Linked DNA regions of Bicyclus anynana: region 1 is linked to region 2. A link is a contact called in public Hi-C data. All regions are on one chromosome and are shown on one strand. Each heading gives the region's core, a stretch centred on a gene start, on an enhancer-like site or on the middle of the called end of the contact. The rest is flanking DNA. Distances are from core to core; before and after follow the strand shown. Region 1 overlaps LOC112046569 (zinc finger homeobox protein 4). Region 2 holds the start of LOC112046569 (zinc finger homeobox protein 4).

Region 1 (5,862 bases), core at 2,799-5,298, 43 kb before region 2:
TAATCGATCAGACAGAGAAACAAATAAAGAGGTGGACGCAATTTTGCTAGTGACTGTCTATTAGATGTAAATATCAGACATTTTCTTACAAGATCTCAAACAGATAAGTACAGAGAAAGTTGTAATTAAAATCTCTTACACGAAAACAGTGACTTTGCAGAATTGTCAAACGTGTTCTCGTGTAATTACAAACTTTGTAAGTGACGATAACTGTCTGGCAATTAGCGAAGTTTTAATTCAAAATTTTCCGTTGATTCGGTTTTTAATTAAAGGTGAAGTATGACACTAAGTTTGACAAGCCATTGTGTGATAAGTTAATTGGGCGGAGTACAAAATAAAATGAAACTGATTTTGTAAGACGTTACTTTACAGAATCTATTGTTCTAATAGTGATAAGACCTATATGACATTATTTAGTAAAAAAGTAATATTTGTATAATGTTTTATTAAATTAATTAATGACATTTGGTTTACAAGGTTCGTCGTCGTACGATTCTGCAGGTAATCTGGCAGGCGCCACTCGACCTTATATGCTCTTAGGAACCTTCAATTTGCGTCTGTAGGGGAGAGTCGGTTATATCGTACCACTTTTTACTTTAACTTAAATATTTCGACTATGACGAGTGTTACAATCATAAATGGATATGCAAAATAAACTTTCATATTTTACCTTGCTAAGACAGAGAAATCAGTTCCATGCGTTTACTGTAACATCCATAAAAATGCTTTTTTTAAGAGGACTCCCATCGGTACGATTTGGCCGACTAGTCGTTTTAATCGTACCACCAAGTTTTTAAATCGTACCATAGGTGTTTAAGTCGTACCACTAAATTAAAGACAGTTAAAATTTCAACCAAATTATTTATTTTTATCTCTTAGGAAATAAACAAACATAATTAATCCCTATTAGGTAATAGAAACATTATTTTTAACTCTTATGTGTTATAGGAATAACATGATTGTACTTTAATATTGAGATTAATCAACACAACTTTAATAATAATGAGAAAAAATACAGTAATAAACTATATTGATAAAGTAACGTAAGCATATAAACAATTTGTTAATAATGTTATTTGTAATAAAATGATTGTGCATAGTTCCTATTGGAAACAATCATCGCATATGTCTGGATTCGAAGTGCACGTCTCATGGAGCCACCGCTGACACCGAACGCATTTAACCCAATCAACTTTTGGACCCTTTTTATCATAGTAAGAACGATTGCACTTTCCACATATATTTTCGAGATCATCATCGCTGTCATCATCGTCATCTAATTCCATAACAAGTGTTTCATCTGATTCATCGCTAGTGATAGAATAGGATCGTTTTCTCTTATAACTTTTGCATTTTCCCTTGGATATAGCTGAAACCTTATTTTCTTTTTTCACTTTTTGGTATTTCTTTGGTTTGCAAAGTTTTCCTTTCTTTACTTTAACTTTCTTCTGCTTTATTTTCTCTTCTAATTGATTTTTATATGGGCTTGATGTAATTTCAATAGCTTTTTGTATAGTGTTCTTCTTTTTCAATGTATTTTTTGGCAGTGGTGATAAAACTTTTATGGTTTTTTTAATATCAGCGGGCGTAGTTTTCAGTTGAATATTTGTTGTTTTCGACGTTGACGGTTGTGCATATTCAGCGAGAGAAGAAATCAAATGTTCCTTTTCTTTATAGTCCTTTTCGTTATTGCCTTTTCCTTTATTGTAATTTTCTAAGTCATTATTTTCTTCTACCTTTTCTTCTTTCTTTCGGTCATCTTTTTTTTCTAATTCTGTAAAATTGTGTAACACTGATACGCTTTCGTTGCTCGAATTCATTATTTCAGTGCTTAGCAAATTGTCAGCGGCCTCAAACATATGCTCCGGAAAAATATGTCTATTTATGGGCCAAATTCCACTAGCTCTGAATCCACTTACAATATTGCCAATCACTGCTGCTCTTTCGTAGGATTCTCCAAATAATTGAGCAACTTGGTATTGTGTTACTTGTCGCCCAGGATTGGTTCTCAACCATTTTTCTGTGCTTTGGATATAATAAGTACTCAGCGGTTTGAAAAACGAAACGTCAAGAGGCTGAATTCGATTTGTCGTATGACCTGGTAGTCTGTAACAGTATTATTCCATTATCTTTTGCTAAACACAGAGCTTCAAAATTTTTCGAGTGTGTTGTATGTCCATCCATAAGCAGCAAAACTTTGTTTTCAAGTGTGGGCTTCACTATTTTAATAAAGTGCTTTAACCATTCAACAAAGAGCGCAGAGTTAATGTAACCGCTTTCAGAAACAGTAACAATACTGCCTAAAGGAGCACCATTTCCTAGTTCTGGGTTTTGTCTCATCCTTTTAAATATTAACATTGGAGGGATAAATTGGCCAGATACACTAGCGCAGCACACGGCAGTGGTATTGACACCTCGTTCTCCACTCGTAGCGGCGCCAATTTGCTTTTTTCCTTTTAACCCTACAATTTTTTGAGGTTTCTTTTGGACGGTTGAAAATCCACTTTCGTCTACGTTGAAGATATTGGTAGGTTCAATACCATTTTTATCTACAATATTCTCTAATAAATCAAAAAAGTGAAACACATTTTCTTTATTGAATCCTTTAATTCTGTTCAAAGATGTGTTTTCAGGTTGCCGAACACTTAACTGCGGGTGCCTTTTCATAAATTTGTAAAACCATGCTTTGCCAGCCATGCGTTTTTCTTTATTAAAGTTATTCTGAATGTTATGGATTTCAGCAATTTCAAATGCGAGACGTCGAATATCGCTTATTGTTAGGCCAAACATGTGTGTTTCGAGATAGAGAATACCAGAGTTCAGCCAACTTTTTTTCAGTTTCGACATCGAAAATAACCGGTCTCCCTTTTTGGATTTTCGAATCAACAGCAATCTTATTTTTCTTTTTTATATGCCGTAGAATTGTAGGTTTTGGAATGGAATAAGTCTTTGAAATTTTGTTCAAACTTAGTTCCTTGTTTTCATAAGCTACAATAGCTCTTTCCAGGTCCTCCTTATTCCAATTATAATATTTAATTTTAGCTTTAGGCTCCGTCATCTATAACAATATAAATCTATCTATAAAAATATATATCTATAACAATATAAATACAGTCTGTAAAATATAGGTAGGTAGGTACTTGTAGACTAGTCGGCTAATTCGTACCAGTACAATTTACCCAACTGTGAGTGGTACGATTTAGCGAACTAGGTCATTTTTAAAATAAAATCAACAGTCCGACATAACCTCAAAACTTAGACACGCATTAAATAGCACCAATAATCTAATATAAAATTGTAGTAGAATAAAAAAAACTGTGTATCTATATCTTACCCCGTCCACGAGTATTATCCTTATGAATTTACGACAATATTTGCACTAACTTCCGCAAAAAAATGTTTTTTTCACTCACACGCACAGTTGTCAACTCACATCAATTGCAAATGGCGGGTGGCGGGGGTTTGCGAAGGGCCATGATTTGGTGTTGCCAATTTAGAAAAAAATAATCATAAAGTGGGAAATTTAGAAGTGGTACGATTAAAATGGCAGTACGATATAACCAACTCTCCCCTAATTATTGCGGACCCTTCGATACTTATTTCTATTTTTTCCAAGCTTAATTGTTGCCACAGATGACTTTTTTGTCGAACCACCTCAAAGAGAGCGGAAAGGCATCAAACGGAGCGTCGAATTTGGAAATAATTATACATAAATAGTCCCTTGAGCGGCCGATTAAGACAATTTCCGAGGCAAATTGCTGCAGACGAGCATAATAGCACACGCGCTGCGCCGTCATAAATAAATCTGGATTACGTTTCTGTACAAGATTAAGATTGATTCGATCTCGATGCTTTCTGCTATTAATGGTTATGCTGGATAATGCCTCGATCGTGTTAAAATTTTTAAATCATTATATTCCGTTTTTGTGCGTCCGATTTGTGAGATAATTACGGTCGACAAATTGCCGGCCGTCATTAAAAGATAACGGCTGGACGGTATCGGAGTCTCGTACGTAATTAATGATCGATACATGTGAAATAATTAATTAGCGGCCGGGGTCGGATTGGATCCTAAGGCGCCCGAGGCTGCTACACAAAAAACAATGACGTGCGGTTTTTAGCTGCGCCGGCGCCGCTGAAGCCGGCGACATCCGCTCTGTATGTCTATAATTTGGAAGGCCACGAATTACTTTTAAACCTCTTTCCCAGCGATGAGCGTGACGCCGGCTCGCCAGAATGTGTCATTAATGATAATTTGAATGATTGTTATATTTTTCTACGATAATTATCTATAATACTACGAATTTAATCTAAAAACAATTCTGATAATATCGTCGAGTGATGTCCAATCGTTCGGTTGAATCTTGTGACGTGTGATGTTACAATGATTCTGCATTTGGCAATTAAAATTAATACAAACTTATGCTCATTAGAGCAACGTTTGTAAAACTAAAATATGTAGAGAGAATTTACGTCAAATTTTCGTTAAGTATTTTATTGTTATTACTAAACTAGGAACATTATTGTCTTCCCATTGGTACTCAAAAAGTATCTACGCCGATAAAGTCTTGGGCGTCTGCTAGATAAAGTAAGATAGTTAAATCTTGGCATTCCGTGGATTCGCCGCGCGGGTTACGGCCCTTTCATGTGGCAGAACTTAATATCCCAAATGCATTTTACATTTGTGATAAGAGTTGTACTAATGATTTTCGTTCTGAAAAATAGTTCTTTTGCTCCTAATTAACATGACGTCAAATATTAAGTGATATGTACCTCCAAATTACTAACTAACATAGCAGACATAAGGGTACATGCAGCAAGATATATAGGTACTCTAATATCCAAAAATCAAGATAACATTTATTTGCTTAACTACGCCAAGAACTGCGTTATCGGCAATATCTGGCCATCGGTTTCGTGAGCCGATAGCAATTAAAATTCCCACGGATTTACCACAATATTGTAATTTGTAGTTCCGAATCAATAAGAGCTAAGTCGCTATCGGGATGCGTGTGCGCAATTAAAATGAAACCTACAATCAGCCCCAGCGGCCATGTTTGTACACGGACGATGTTAATAGCATTCTGTAATTACATACCAGTATCATGGCATCGTTGCTTCTCGGAAGGCTGATCAAATTAATAGAACCTATTTAGGCGATGCTTTGTTGTAGCAACACTGGGACATTTGAATCAATCATTTAACTACCATGTTCTATCCCAGATTAATCACACTTTTTTAGTGCAGCAACCAGATGGCCCATATTATATGAAGTGGAAAACCATAGTCGGAAGCATGTTGTGTGTGTGTATTGTCCTTCGTCGATCAACCTGAGGCGTGGATTTCCTCTGCAATTACACTGGCAACCATAGTCCTTAAGATCGTATCACAACAACTTTGCATGGAGGTATTCTTCCCCCGTACTCTAAGGAGGACTGCTAGAAGAGAAATGAAAATTAAGAAGTCTAGCAGTCATATTACAAGATCCTTTGGTCTTATAACCATTTCTGTAAGATAATACTTATTGGGCTAACTTGAAAGAGGTAAAAATGTACTGACCATAAGTAGATATCTATGATGACTAAATTCTAATCGGCATCATACCAGAGAGTCATATTAAATAAAGTATGTTTTTGAAGGAAAATCCCAGAAGGTGCCCAGTCATTAAATTCCAAAAAAGTATTTGGAAAATACACTGCTTTATATCCAGTAAGATAGAGAAGAAAATAAAAAAAACATGAAACAAGAGAACTTATACATTGTTAGGTTCACATCATTCATATACCTATATCAAAGTACCCTAAAATGTGTGTAAGTTCTATAGCTAAGCCAAATTTACATGCAAAAATATCTAATAACGCA
Region 2 (5,834 bases), core at 3,031-5,530:
CGCGGGGAATGCGCGCGCGCAAGGCGTTTGTATTAAAAAAGTAAAATTCTAAATTCGAACAATAGGATTTTTTTTAGTAAACAAAACCTTGAAAATACCACATATAAAATAACTACGTGCAGAATTTAAGTTTATTTAACCATATCGCATCAATTTATAAAAAAAAATCCAAAAAATTATGTTATTTTGTTGAGTTATTTAATTTAATAACGTGCCCAGAGGAAATATTATCAGAAATAATTAAATAAATTTGAAGTGAATATTAAACGTTTCTCACTAACACCCTCTAAAATTAAGATTAAAAATATGTAAAAATGCATATCTACTTTAGGTGGGTATTTATATCCCTATGAGAAGACGGTGCAGTTACCTCAAGCCTTACCATTGGTTATTTCAACAGAGCTTTACTTACACTACCTACTATAAGCACGTTTTCATTTTATTCATCATTTAAGTTAGGTTCATACCTATCTATATCTACTTATTTTATTACACTAGTGAGAAATTGTGAAACAGGAATAAAATTGATACCAAAAATATAATTAGTACCTATATGAATATAATGCGAAAGCCATAGTTTTGGACTATTAGGTCAACGAAAGTCACATAAATTTCTTAATGTGGGCCCTTAATTACGAATACGAAAAAGACAAGGTTTACTGTATTTTAAGCATGTGAGTTAAATTAATTAATTGTTAATGCTTTGTTAATGCTTTGAATGCAAAATATGTTAATTTGAAAAGGTTTCATTTCAAACAAGTTGTAACTTTGTTATACCGTCAATCTATCACTTTACTTGAGATAGGGTCAGATGACCGATTGATGAACACTTGTACAGTTATTGTAGGTATGTTTTATTATTATACAGAATAGGGATGGGCAGTTTTTTAAATAGTATAATAAATAAGAGTATGCTATAGTAAAGCATTTTCGTAGAAGTAACAGGGTATCTGAGATTATTACTTTAGGAGCTACAGGGATTTAAAGGGCATACTCGTATTTCCGGCGCAGCCACGGTTAAAAACGCTCTATAGTAAACGCACGAAAGAATGACATCGTCGATGCGTGAAATCGTTAGATTTGTATGGGCGTTCACACAAAATTACAAACATCTTTGTTATTTGTGCATTTATGTTTATACTTCATTTGATGAAAAATCTTGAATGCTTGAAGCTAAAAATGTAGGTATGATTATTCATCTAATTACGTTAATAGATTTTTGATTAATTTAATATTTTTTAATCTTAAGTAAAACATCCCGACAATTCATGTTTTTATGGATTAATTTTGCCTTGTTTAAGTATCTACCCAAATGTCTCATAAGAACCAATATATTCAAACCTAGTCATCATCCCTATTGTCTGTGGTAATTGTCATTGTGAAAACTGTAGCAAAATTGTACCTACATTAATATAGGTACTTAAATCCAAGAGTGTAGTTGCAGGAGGAGGGAGGAGCAAGTTGACAATACTAAGAAGGTTGAGAATATTAATTTGTATTGTAGGTAGAGTTAAGAGCATGCAGCTATAAACTACCTAAAGCACTATAGGTACCTCTATAACGATTGTTATTTGCAATGCAAGTCGACTGAACGGCCTTAGGACTTTGGTTGTTTTGCATTTGGCTGCATTTTTTTATATCTAAGTGGGCAGCTAAACCCCACTGCCCACCCTTATATTCTATTTTCTTGAAGAATTAGCTCCTAACAAGATAAATGATTTTGACCGTTAAAAAGTCTTAGAGGACAGTTTGAGAGAGCACTGTTCTTAATTTCCATTTTTGTCTATGCTTTGATTATTATTGACGTTTGGTTGAAAAAAGAATACTGTACAGAGCTGGCGCGATAAAATACCTATAAATATTTTCATTTATGTTCCTATTATTATGATGAAGCTTTTTAATGTGATTCCTTGTAAGATCTCATGAAGGTCGCATGCTGCAGGGAGTTTTTTTATAGAGAGGTAAGTAGTGTTTTTAAAATTAGTCATAAGAAAATCATTAGGTGTAAATTAACAGTGCTAATAGCCGGAAAACCCTGAAATTATACTTAATCATATAACAAATTAATTACGGTCTACATTATTTTTTCAAGGTAATGCCCCTTATTTAGAAAATCGACATAAAACCAATGATAATATTTATTTACTTAAGAACATAAATAACATAAATTAAATATGTAATTATACTTTAATATCATATCTACTTAATAATTAACTATTAATAGTGTATTAGTCTATGTTATTAATGCTAAAAAACCGGAAATTATCTGGAAATGTCTAGATAATAGTACCCACAAATCGCCTACTTTGGCATGGCATTTGTTTTTTAAGTAAGTCTAATAATTTTAAATAAGATGATTATAATTTTGAAAAAACATGAAGTAGGTACCTAATTAATATAATGTTGTGTATAGTTTGTAAAACTAAGTATTATTTTTATTTTTAAAAAATTCCGAAGAATTAGATGCCGACTTCGAAACTTAAGGAAAAAAAAGGTAAAGAATCTAGTTTATCTAGAAGTCTACGTACCTACGAGAAGATCTTTCCTACTGGAACCTTTACCTTATTATCGTGTTTTATATCTTTCCTATTTAATTAATTATGTAGGTACTTATATGTAGGTACTTAAAGTTATAAACGCATAGGCAGGCTGCATTTTTCCCAAAAAAAAACTGAACTTCACGCAACAAAGTCGCGGGCATTCGCTAGTATTTAATAAATATAAATCTAATAAGAACATGGATTTATTTATGTTCATATAACTGATTTCATTTTAACTGCAAGTAGGTAGTTAACAATCGCATGTGTTTCCAATATAAAAAATATCGATTCCATTTCAAAATTAAAATCTTATTACGACTTGCTATAAAAATAAATTCTATTAAATTTTTATGGGCTTTGTATGTTTACAACATGGGATCCCTAAAAATTATTTGGAACTGCTAAAAATCGCTTGGTTTTAAATTTTATGCTGATTAGCGTGTGCCAAATTAATGTTTTGCGACGGTCGTTTGGACCTTGCGTCTCGTAAAAAGATTCCCTTCGCATAAATATCAAGCTAACTTTGCAATAAAATAACATAAACATCACCTAATTCACTTCAAATTATCCGTTTTATAGTTGATACCGAGTTGAGATAATTTATTTGAATAACTTCTTATTGAATATTAGATTCACGCTACATGAGAATTTTGTGTGATTTATGTGTGTACAAAACTCTCTTTTTTAATTAATTCTTCATATTCATACAGCAGCGGTAACTAAGATTTATTAATTCCCATTTGATTATTAATTCATGTAGAGTTGAGATAATTTATCTGAATAACTTCTTATAGAAAGTATTTACGCTATAAATCTTGGGTTATTTGGGATAAGACTGTAAAACACTCGTAAATTTTACATACACTTCATACACATGAAGCGGCGGTAACTAAGTTTTAGTTGATTATTTATTATTTCACATTAATAATTGGTTGATGTAGAGTTGAGCTAATTTATTTGAACAACATTTATTTCAAGTTGAATCAACTTTACGCAACATGAGAATATTGTGTGATTTGATTTCTAATAGGATTCTAACACTCTTCCATTTTTTTTTGTAAGTAGGTAATATCTACTTAACTTGTTGGTTTTAATGAGAAATTTAGAATTAATCACTAATTAGAAGATATTTTTCTTGGAATTTAAAATACTTGAAAATTTTGTTGCGTTTCCGAAATTAAAAAAGAAATAAAAATTCGCTTATTGGTACACTAATAATGTTGTATTCTATTCAACCAAAAATATAAAGATGTGTGGATTTTAGAGATTAGTTAAAACTCTACACCCGATTGTTTTGTTGAAATTTAAAATACGTTGTCAGATAATTTGGTTCCCGCACTTATCAAAACAAATCCGCGGTCGGTATTCCTTGAACTTGAACAAGATTTGATGGTAAAGTTTCACTAATAAGATCTAAAACTGGCATCTCATACTCTATCTCCGTGAAAAGTGTGAGTCTCGTTAAAAAAATAATGAAATGTAAATAATAATAACCTGTGAGCATCGCCTGCGGAACACCGCTAAGCACGTATTTGCGGCATAACAGGCAGCCACTAGCACTTGTCCAATATTCGTATAACTCAAACAACACTTGGGTGATCAGTCAAAACACAAAAACGGGCACGATAACACTGAACTGTTAATGAGGAACTGGTGTTGATGAGCTTGTATCGTTCGGGTTGTAGGGCGGACGCGCGCGACGTAACACTGTCGACGGTCGCCGGCACACTGCGCGGCCGGTCGCGGCTGCCCCCCGCTCTGCGCCGCCGCCCCCCGCGCGAGAGGGCGGGGCCCGAGCGAGGCGAGGCGAGCTTAATTACGCTTAGCGGGCGAAGCGGGACGGCGATAGAGTGGGCGCGAGCTATTAGCGCGCGGAGAGCGGGACGACGCTCGTCTTAAGTATTTTGTATAAGTAATGAGGGGCGCGCGGGGGTGAGACGCGGCGGGGGAGCCAGGCGCATCTCCCGCCAATCTTTAATGTTGATTACGTCCGCCGCCGCCTCTGCGCCTCGCTCATTAACGCGGCCACGCCTCGGCGTTAATTACTTCAAGTAATTGCGGATCCGACAACAATTGCTTTTTACGCGGATTCCGCGATACGAGATTTCTTCTCGGCTCGTTGCTCTGATGGCCGGAGACCCTTAATTGGTCAGTTTGTGTAATAAAAAATAATTATTATTTTTGTAATTTGCATGGCAGGTTGTAGGTTTCGTATTTATTGTTTCTCCTCTAGTTACTTAAATAACATGGTCCTGTGAACAATCACCATCTCGTTATGTAGAAACAATAAGGCAATCTCTTTAGATAGGTAGGTATCTACCAAAAAGAAAACAAACTCAATCAAGGACAAAAAGATTAGTACTTTTGTCCTGCTAGATACCTATTAGGTACCAACCTCCAACCTGACTACTAAACTTACCTACCATTTAGGATCAGCATCACTTTTACCAGTAGGTATCTAGGTACATCTAGGTGGCTTATTTAGGTACTAGGTAGCTACCTAGATACCTAAGTCAAATAGGTACTGACTAAGTCACTTTACCATGAGGTAAGCAAGAAGCTTATTAGAATCGAACTAAACTCGAGAAGTTCTAAGTCCAAACTCATTCCCTTTGGACTATTGTGGTATCTAAGGAGTTTCGGCGGGAAAATCGTAGGAATCACAATGTAGCGTTTATTTTCCTAAATTTGTTGCATTTCATAGTTTTATTGCCTAATTTAGAATGCATTTTATTAAATATAGGTACCCTACCCTAGTTCTGTAAAGGTGCACAAGTGAAATGGAGCTTGAAGAGCATTATAAGCAAATAAAAATTATTACTTGACGACTGACTAAATGTATTGCGAAGCCAAGGAATTTTCCATTTTACAGTTTGTACTTATGTAATACCTGCCTTAATTAAAAAAAAATGCATATGGGCTGAGAAATTATCAGCTTTTATTAAATTATAGGTAGGTACAGGTCTGCTCATTTATTTATTTATTTATTTATCTATTTATTTATTTATTTGTAACGTCAACAATGACAGCAGAAAACATTATATATAAGTGAGTTACAAAATTCTTGAACTACTGCAGCCATCTTTTACAGGCATTCACAACACTGCAGAGTCCGGTTAAAAACTTAAAGTAAAAGATTAATCATAGACTCTCGCTCTACCAAAACGTAGTGCAGTGAAAAAACGCTGAGTTAGCGTAATTCTGACGCGACGATAACTTAGCTTATACAAATAATAAAAAAAATTGGGGTTGGTTCTATCAAGATATACACAATGGAAATGTTATGGGCCCTTG

The links. Hi-C and Micro-C count contacts between places; a contact is called where the count stands out from the background.
Region 1: a contact with region 2 is called in a Hi-C map of whole body, with 1.6 times the contacts expected there. The contact joins the enhancer-like site here to the promoter of LOC112046569 in region 2. A contact is called at or near these places in 2 of 2 Hi-C or Micro-C datasets (whole body and whole larva).

Annotation. Positions count from the first base shown.
Region 1 is chr15:5,238,192-5,244,053 of ilBicAnyn1.1, reverse strand. All of the region lies in intron 1 of LOC112046569 (zinc finger homeobox protein 4), which reads right to left. Among protein-coding and RNA genes, the nearest start is that of LOC112046569, 44 kb to the right of the region's middle. Within about 2 kb of position 4,048, at least 1 of the 8 cell types and tissues checked has open chromatin away from gene starts, as enhancers often do.
Region 2 is chr15:5,195,369-5,201,202 of ilBicAnyn1.1, reverse strand. It overlaps LOC112046569 (zinc finger homeobox protein 4), which reads right to left and starts at 4,280. Exons shown (of 5, transcript XM_052885692.1): 1 at 4,035-4,280.